Linked DNA regions of Arachis hypogaea: region 2 is linked to region 1. Evidence: chromatin contacts called from public Hi-C data. All regions are on one chromosome and are shown on one strand. Each heading gives the region's core, a stretch centred on a gene start, on an enhancer-like site or on the middle of the called end of the contact. The rest is flanking DNA. Distances are from core to core; before and after follow the strand shown.

What was found. A called contact is a pair of places that touch in the nucleus more often than the background predicts.
Region 2: a contact with region 1 is called in a Hi-C map of leaf, with 3 times the contacts expected there. The contact joins the promoter of LOC112800124 here to the promoter of LOC112800115 in region 1. A contact is called at or near these places in 2 of 8 Hi-C or Micro-C datasets (both in leaf).

What each region holds. Positions count from the first base shown.
Region 1 is chr1:19,199,409-19,203,982 of arahy.Tifrunner.gnm2.J5K5, reverse strand. LOC112800115 (subtilisin-like protease SBT1.7) reads left to right here and starts at 1,463. Exons shown (of 1, transcript XM_025842209.3): 1 at 1,463-4,494. The coding sequence starts at 1,859. The coding sequence ends at 4,126.
Region 2 is chr1:19,353,009-19,357,427 of arahy.Tifrunner.gnm2.J5K5, reverse strand. LOC112800124 (probable prolyl 4-hydroxylase 9) reads right to left here and starts at 2,237. Exons shown (of 8, transcript XM_025842218.2): 1 at 1,949-2,237; 2 at 1,709-1,831; 3 at 1,033-1,190; 4 at 191-293. The coding sequence starts at 2,080.

The sequences.
Region 1 (4,574 bases), core at 214-2,713:
ATTCAAGAAAATCTTATTATATTGAAGAAGTTAAACTAAGAATAAGAGATTTATGTAAAGTAATCTTTACACAAGTTACGATATCTAAGATGATTGAATAATATTTAGTTGAGTCGTGTGGATTAAACATGTTTGTGGGCAAAATCCCCACAAATTCATGGGTGAATCCAAACCTATAGGCATCTCTAATAGTGCTTGTTTTGGATGTTACAAAAATGGATATTACCAACTAAAATTTAAATAATAATAATAATAATAATATTGAAAAAAAATCCACTATGGAAAATTGGAAATCTTAATCAAGAAGAAACGTTCATATTTTTTTGTTTTTCGTATAAAACTAGTTTTTAATAGTTCGTTCCCACTTTCCACTTACTCTATCCTAATAAATTCCAAGAAGGCAACAGCACTAGCAAAGATAGTGATTGTGAGCTTTCTCACTTTCTTCCTTTTGGTACACCCGTGACCATGAATTTCTTAAGAGAATAAAAAGTATTTATTTAAGCTGGTTTGGTTGGCAGGTGGGGAGGAGAAACGAAAACCTCCAAAACGAAAATAGAAAAATATCTTGCGTTCATTAAGATTGAGTTAACTTTATCTATATAAATACCCGTGAACCGATGTGCGTGTTTTACATTTCTTTCTACCTTTACCCAATTAATGCTGCAATCCTCAACACTGCACAATCACATATTTACAGGATGCATTGGTCATAGATGCACCCCAACCCCATTATCAAATATCGATTAATTAATTAATTTCCAATAACATCCGCTAAAAGACACAGTTGCGGGAATTCAAGGTAGTAGGTCAAAAATTGGTGTACGAAGTTAACGTTTGGACTATGCAGTTAGTGATTGAAAGCCTGCACAACCCTGTTTAAAGCGCCCAACTAGTGGTGCCTTTAATCTGCAAAACAACTAATATAAAGCTTAGCAAACAAATCAATCATATCGGGGAAAAAAAATATAGGAAGGTTATCAGGTGTACCAGAAACACCGGTTTTTCAGTTGTTTTAAGCGTTGATCTAAATTATAAAAATTATATATAATATATATTAATTAAAATCAACGGTTAAAACAACTAAAACACTGATGTTTTCGGGAACACCTGATAATTTTCCAAAAATATAAAATTAACTTATATTTACAACTCTATCAACAATTATATCCAATAATTATAACTAAACTAATTTATATTATAACTCTATTGTCAATTATATCCAATAATTATAATTTTATTAAAGATAAGAAAAACATAAAAAATGATCTATAAATATTCAAAATACGAATAAAATTACTCATAAAAATATATAACGAATTTTGTATTCACAAAAAATAAATTTTATATGACAAAAATATTAAAAAATCTCAAAATATTCTCATCATCATTCCCACCACCACCATCAACCCTCCTCTCTCGATAAACCACATAAACTACATTTCAATATTATGGTTATTGGATACTTTATTAAAGATGGGAAGGAAAGATATAATAGTTATTGGATATAGTTGATAAATAATCCTATCATTGCTCTAAAATAAAATGACGGGACAGTCTCAAGTGATGGGCTTGCAGTAGTGGAGAAAGAAACGGTGGTAAACGCACATGCGAAAGCAAGGCCCAATTGTCTTACACTACTACACATACAGGATACAGCTACTACAATTTCCCCACTCATCACTCACTCATTTTCTCTCTCCTGCTCCTGCTTTTTGTCTCCAATGCAATAATTCAAGAGAAGCAGACAACCACCCACCGCTTCCCCTTTTCACACCACAATCACACTCACATAAAAGACCTGCTTCTCCCTCTTATTTCTATTCCATTGCTACTTTACTCATCAAAACACAGGAAAATGGGCACGCCTCGTAAAGCTTCTCTTGCAGTGTTCTTACTTCTCTTTGTTGCTCTCTGCCATGGGGCAACTTCGGCGAACAAGAAGACCACCTACATAGTCCACGTGGCGAAATCTCAGATGCCGGAGAGCTTTGAGCACCACGCTGAGTGGTACGCTTCCTCTCTCAAATCCGTTTCTGAATCGGCGGAAATGCTTTACACCTACGAGAACGCCATCCATGGGTACTCCACCAGGTTAACGGAGGAGGAAGCTCGTTTGTTAGAGGCACAGGACGGTGTCCTCGCCGTGCTTCCGGAGACAAAGTACGAACTCCACACCACGAGGACTCCGTTGTTCCTGGGCCTTGACAAGAGCTCGGATCTTTTTCCGGCGTCGGATTCCTCCAGTGACGTCATCGTCGGAGTTCTCGACACCGGTGTTTGGCCAGAGAGCAAGAGCTTTGACGACACTGGGCTCGGACCCGTTCCCAGTACGTGGAAAGGCACGTGCGAAACTGGAACCAACTTCACTGCTTCTAACTGCAACAGAAAACTCATAGGAGCGAGATTCTTCGCCAAAGGCTACGAAGCCATGTTAGGTCCAATCGATGTGACTAAAGAGTCTAAGTCCCCTCGCGACGACGACGGCCACGGAACCCACACCGCCAGCACCGCCGCGGGATCTGTTGTAACTGGCGCCAGCCTCTTTGGCTACGCACAGGGGACGGCGCGTGGGATGGCCACGCGAGCTAGAATCGCGGCATACAAAGTGTGCTGGATCGGAGGGTGTTTCAGCTCTGATATTCTCGCCGCCATTGATAGGGCCATTCTGGATCACGTTGACGTTCTTTCTATGTCCCTTGGTGGTGGAAGCTCTGATTATTACAGAGACAGTGTTGCAATTGGATCCTTCGCTGCAATGGAGAAAGGGATTCTAATTTCTTGTTCTGCTGGAAACGCTGGTCCCAGTCCTTCGAGTCTTTCCAATGTGGCACCATGGATCACTACCGTGGGCGCGGGTACACTTGATCGTGATTTTCCGGCGTTCGTTAGCCTCGGTAACGGGCTCAACTTCTCTGGTGTTTCCTTGTATCGAGGTAACGCTTTACCTGATTCTCCGTTACCGTTTGTTTACGCTGGCAATGCAAGCAACGCGACGAATGGAAACTTGTGCATGGTGGGAACACTATCGCCGGAGAAAGTTGCCGGGAAAATCGTGTTGTGTGAAAGAGGAGTTAGCGCTAGGGTTCAAAAAGGTGCTGTGGTGAAGGCTGCTGGAGGATTGGGAATGGTGCTGGCTAACACCGCTGCCAACGGCGAAGAGCTTGTGGCTGACGCGCACCTACTTCCGGCGACGGCGGTAGGTGAGAAAGCCGGAGACGCCGTCAAGAAGTATCTCTTTACTGACGCTAAACCAACCGTGAAGATCGATTTTGAAGGGACTAAGGTAGGGATCCAGCCGTCGCCGGTGGTGGCGGCGTTCAGTTCCCGTGGCCCCAATGGTTTAACGCAACAGATCTTGAAGCCTGATCTGATCGCACCGGGTGTCAACATCTTAGCGGGTTGGTCCAGGGCGGTGGGTCCCACAGGCTTAGCCGTTGATAACAGGCGCGTGGACTTCAACATCATCTCCGGCACTTCAATGTCGTGCCCTCACGTGAGTGGCTTAGCTGCGCTGGTCAAATCGGCTCATCCAGAATGGAGCCCAGCTGCGGTTCGGTCGGCTCTCATGACAACGGCATACACGGCTTACAAGAACGGCCAAAAATTACAAGACAGCGCCACCGGAAAGCCATCTACTCCGTTCGATCACGGATCTGGACACGTGGACCCCGTGGCGGCCCTTAATCCTGGACTCGTCTATGATCTAACCCCTGAAGACTACCTAGGCTTCTTATGTGCTTTGAACTACACCGAAGGTGAGATCCAAAGCGTTGCGAGAAGAAATTTCAAGTGCGACGCGGGAAAGGCTTACAGTGTGACCGATCTCAATTATCCTTCGTTTGGTGTGGTGTTTGAATCATCAACGGGTGCGGTGAAGCACACGAGGACCCTCACTAACGTGGGACCCGCAGCAACGTTCAAGGCTTCCGTGACGTCAGATTCCCCATTGGTGAAAGTATCGATTGTGCCGCAGGTGTTGAGCTTCAAAGAGGGGGAGAAAAAGTCGTATACAGTAACGTTCACTTCATCTGGTGCGTCCCCACATGGTAATGCCTTTGGACGGTTAGAATGGACGGATGGGAAGACTGTGGTTGGAAGCCCAATCTCAATTAGTTGGTTTTAAGTTGTTAGGAAAAAAATAAAAAGAAAAAAGGTCAAAAAACGAAGGTCTAATGTTGATCAAAGGTTCATCACTCACTCGAAGAGGGGTGTCTTGATTGGCTAGTGGTTAATTTTATGATTTTATAAATATAATATATTAATATTTTTATTTATTTGAATCTAGTGAATGAAAAAAGAAAAGAAAAGCAGCTTTAAATTAATTTGTAGGTGGGACCTATGTTTTTATAGTTTGGGTCGTTGTGTTTGTTGCCTGGGGGAAATGGCAAATTGGCTAGGGTGGAGAAATTTGTCTGGGTTGTTGATTAGTACAAGTACACCGTTATAATCATTAAAGAACATGTGACCACACTACACTGGCATTGAGTCCCATTCTACTGTTGGCAACATAATTTAGAAGTCTTGCTTTTCCTTTCCTATTTTGCCTGGAAGTGATTTTAATTATTTTACAT
Region 2 (4,419 bases), core at 988-3,487, 150 kb before region 1:
AGTTTCTGGATTTGCTACAAACAGAAAATCAGTATTCTAAGACCTGTTATCGTAGATTGAAATTCCCAAAAGGAAAGAAAAAAGCATTTTAATAAAACAATAAAACGTGAGAAAAATAATTTCATCACCATTACAGAATTTTCTAAAATTTCTTTTATGCAATATGGACAAAGCTTAAAAGAGATGTTACCTCTCCATGAGACCTGGGAATCATCGTTGCTCTAGCAATTTTCTCTTCAATTACCTCTAAAGTCCCAGTTTTATCCTCAGAAGCACTAATAAACACGCCAGAGCTGTTTATCAGAAAGAACATTATTAGACACAAAACCATTTATTGCAACCTATCAACTTAAGAGAAATTATTTATGATATAGTAACAAAGCCTCTCTATGATCAATGGTCTAAGAGTCAACAGTTGTGGTCTCCCATTCTTCTAAATATATGCTAATTGTCAAGGTATCAAACTAAGCTTTTGGAGAGATGGTTTACAACAAAGTTCAATAACTTCTATGACCAAATGGTGTATACTATAAAGTTCAACCCTTATTTTCCCCATTCTTCTTGATACATGTTAAACTTCAGCACAAGGAAAAATGTGCTTCTTCATGATCCATGCGTTAATCCAAAGAGACTTCTGCATGTGGAGGCATGTTAAGATATAAAAACATTTTTTGCCTTTACTTAAAAACTTAAGCCTTTGGGAAGATAGTTTATGACAATAAATTTCAGCTCAAGATAAAGAAAGGCCTCTCATTCTCCTCGTTTCCAGGTCACTAAGCTTTTTTGCACAGGTGAATGTAAGTCCCTCTACCTTAGAACTTACAACATAAGCTTTTAGAAGAAATGATTTGGCATGATATGACATTAAGTAACTAGATGATCAAATGTCCATAAACTATTTTAGGAGATCATAACCAAAATCACTCACCAGAATATTTTCCAGTTTATGACAGAAGTAAAGCTAACTATTGTATTTCGTCCGTTTGTAAGGAAATCATAGAGTTAAGTATTAGACAGTGACCTACACGCTACCTTGTTCTAATTCCCTTGGTATTCTCCTCCGTTTCTCCCTTGCGCAATGCCAAGGTTGATGGTTTGAGGCCTGCCTTTGCAATATCAACTATACTTTCACATTGTTCCGCAGTTGCAAAATTTGGAAAATACAGAGCTCGAGGTTGCCAGCTCAAAACCTAGCAAACAAAAGAGAAATTTATTTTCTTTTACGTAAAAAGACATTTTTTTGAGAGTCAATACAAAAGGACTAACTTCATAGTTATGGATATGATGCAGACTCGGAATATATCACAATCTCTTGAACAAAGAGCAGAGATAATTTGAGTCAACCTGCCATTAAACAATCTCAAGCGTAACGCTGACCAAAGTCAAATAACATCATACCAATGCCTAGAATTCAAAATTCAAGCAAAACTAATCTAGAAAACTAGAATTGCAATTCCACAAACTTATTTCATACAAGCTATACCAATTGAAAAACAAGGCCTAAAAGGAAACATGCCATTCCCACAGAAAAAAAAAAAAATCGCTGTAACCATGAAATTCAAATCTCAAATACAAACAAGTTCACCTAATCAAGCAACTCCACGACTTTGAACAAAACAGGCAAGGAATTAAAAAACAGAAATAAAAATAAAATTGAATCACTGGCAACAAGTTCAGTTAAGGATCTGAGTGAAACAAAACTGCGCACCTGAAAAGGAATCGATGTAATGGAATCGTCACCGGACTCTCCCGCCAGCAACAGATTGTATTCCGTCTCCTCCTTCGTAGATTCTAGAAGCCTCGGTCCCGGCCTCATGCCATGTCCATCGTCCTGCGAATTCTCAACAATCGATTACTTTATTATTATTATTATTATTATTATTATTATTATTATTATTATTATTATTATTATTATTGTTGATAAAAAAATGGAAGAAAATGAGTTGACCTGAGAGTGAAAGAAGAGAGCAGAACCGAAGAATCCAGCGAGGAAGAAGAAGATGCAAATGAGGAAGACGTAAGGAAAACCCAGCTTGTTCGTTCTCAAGCTCCAGTTTCCTTTCACCGTTTTCACTTTCATTGTTTTTTGTTCCTGGTTTCTCCTTGCTTGTTCTGAAGCCTGTTATAGTGTCTGTGTGCTACTGGGTCAATTTTTAGTTTTTTACATACCAACAGCGGTCATTTAACGGAAACTCTTATGACAAAAAAAAAATAGAAAGACAAATCGATCCTGGCGGAACATTTAAATCCTTGACAGACCTCTTTAAAATTTGCATATATTTGAATATAATTTGTCTAATTTTAAAAAAATTTTATATGTAAATTTATATCAATTAGATCAGCACAAGAAAAAATAAGTTTAATTTTTCTATTGAATCTAACATACTCAAATAAATAAGAAAAATTGATATGTCCAAATTTTAAAAAAATTAAGAACTTAAATATATTTTTAAATTATCAAAAATTTAAATATCTATAAATTAAAAAATCAAAGACATATTTATTCCTTTTAACAAAAAACACTCTTATAGCCGAGCAAATTTTTAATAATTTTTGTCCGCATTTAATAGCCATAAATACCAAATTATCGCCCACAAATAAATTTTATTAATTGATATCTATAAATTGAATATAAATTATATTTGTATATTGACTCAAATGTGTAAACTCTATTAATTTATATGTATAGATATAGAAGTAAATTCTAATTTATCCTCTTTTAAATAAATGATAAGTTATCCTCTATAATAAATTTAATAGTTATTAGATAAAATTAATTAGAGTTATGGTATACATACAAGTTTTTTTATCTTACAAGTTGGACCAAATCTAATAAAAATTATACTCACCCATTGAAGAGTGATAACATGCGTGTTATTCAACCGTTTCCAAAGCGCGCTCTCACTCATCATTATGAAAGACGTTTCTTTTTCTTCGTATTTCTCTTTCTCCTCCTCTTCCTTCTTCTTCTCCTTCTTCTTTGCGTTTCTCCTCCTTTTTCTTCGCGTGTTTCATCTTCGTTGTTTTTTTTATTACTGTTGTTGTTGCTGCATTTTTTTCTTCCTCCTCTTTCTATTGATTTTTTAACATTATGTATTTTTTTTCTTTGTTTAATTTTTCTTCTAAGAAAAATTATAAGAAAATGAAATAAGAATATGAGGAAGAAGAAGCAGTAGAAGATGAAGAGGAAGAAAATGAAGAATTTTGAATTATGCAGAACTTATCAGAATAAAAATACACCCAAAATTTCTTAAAATACATCCAAATATCTTCGTGTTACACCAAAATATCTTTATGTTACACCCAAATTTGCTGTAAATACAGAAAATATTTTCTCTAATGCTGAATTTTTTTCTTCTTCTTTTTTTCCTTATTTCTTTCTTTCTTTTAGTTAAATGAATGTAAGTTCATCCTCTTCCAAGTAATTTTACAGTATTATATGTTTCTTTTTCTTCTTTGTTTAATTTTTTTTAGTTTTATTGTTGTTAAGAGAGTAAAACAAGAAGAAACTTGAAGCGGTAAATTAAAAAAGAAAAGATGAATAAAAAGAAGAAAAAGATGATGGTAATGATGATAAAAAAAAAAAAAGAAACAGCAGTAGAAGATGAGAAAGAAAAAGAGGAAGAATTTTGAATTATGCAGAACTTATCAGAATAAAAATACACCCAAAATTTCTTAAAATACATCCAAATATTTTCGTGTTACACCCAAATATTTTCGTGCTACACCCAAATTTGTTGCAAATACAAAAAAATGTTTTCTCTAATGTTATATTTTTTCTTCTGAATTGAACCACACCTCAGCCACTTGATTAGATTTAAAACAATAATCAATTTTGTTATGGTTCAATTAACAATCTGAACTTGAATTATTTATTATCTTCAACAATGAGATAACTGATGATAGAGGAGAAAGAGAAAAAGAAAAGAGGAAAAGAAATTCCAATGAAAAAAGGAGGAGGAGGAGGAGGAGGTGGTGGTGGTGGTGGTGGTATTGATGACGACGATAACAAGAGAGAAAAATGAAGAAGAAGAGGCACGGAGAAAAACGTAAAAACACGTGAATATAAATGACTTGTATGGAAAAACGTATGAATATAAATGACTTATATGAAAAAAAACGCTTATCCGTGGAGAATAATTCAATTAATTATATCATCGAATTAATTAATATTAACTCTTAATTTAGCTTGAATTTTGACAAAGAAACTAATTTATTGCAATAAACCAATTTTTAAACTTTATACCTATAAAATCGCACAATTTTTATATTAATTCCATTAACATTTATATAATTCACCCTATTTTAAAATTTTGTGATTTGGCCTTTTGATTTTTCTTTTCGTTTGTTCTTTTTAGCTTTTTAGTTTTTTTTTAATTGTTCTCTATGAAAAACAATCACTTTTTTTATTTATCCTGT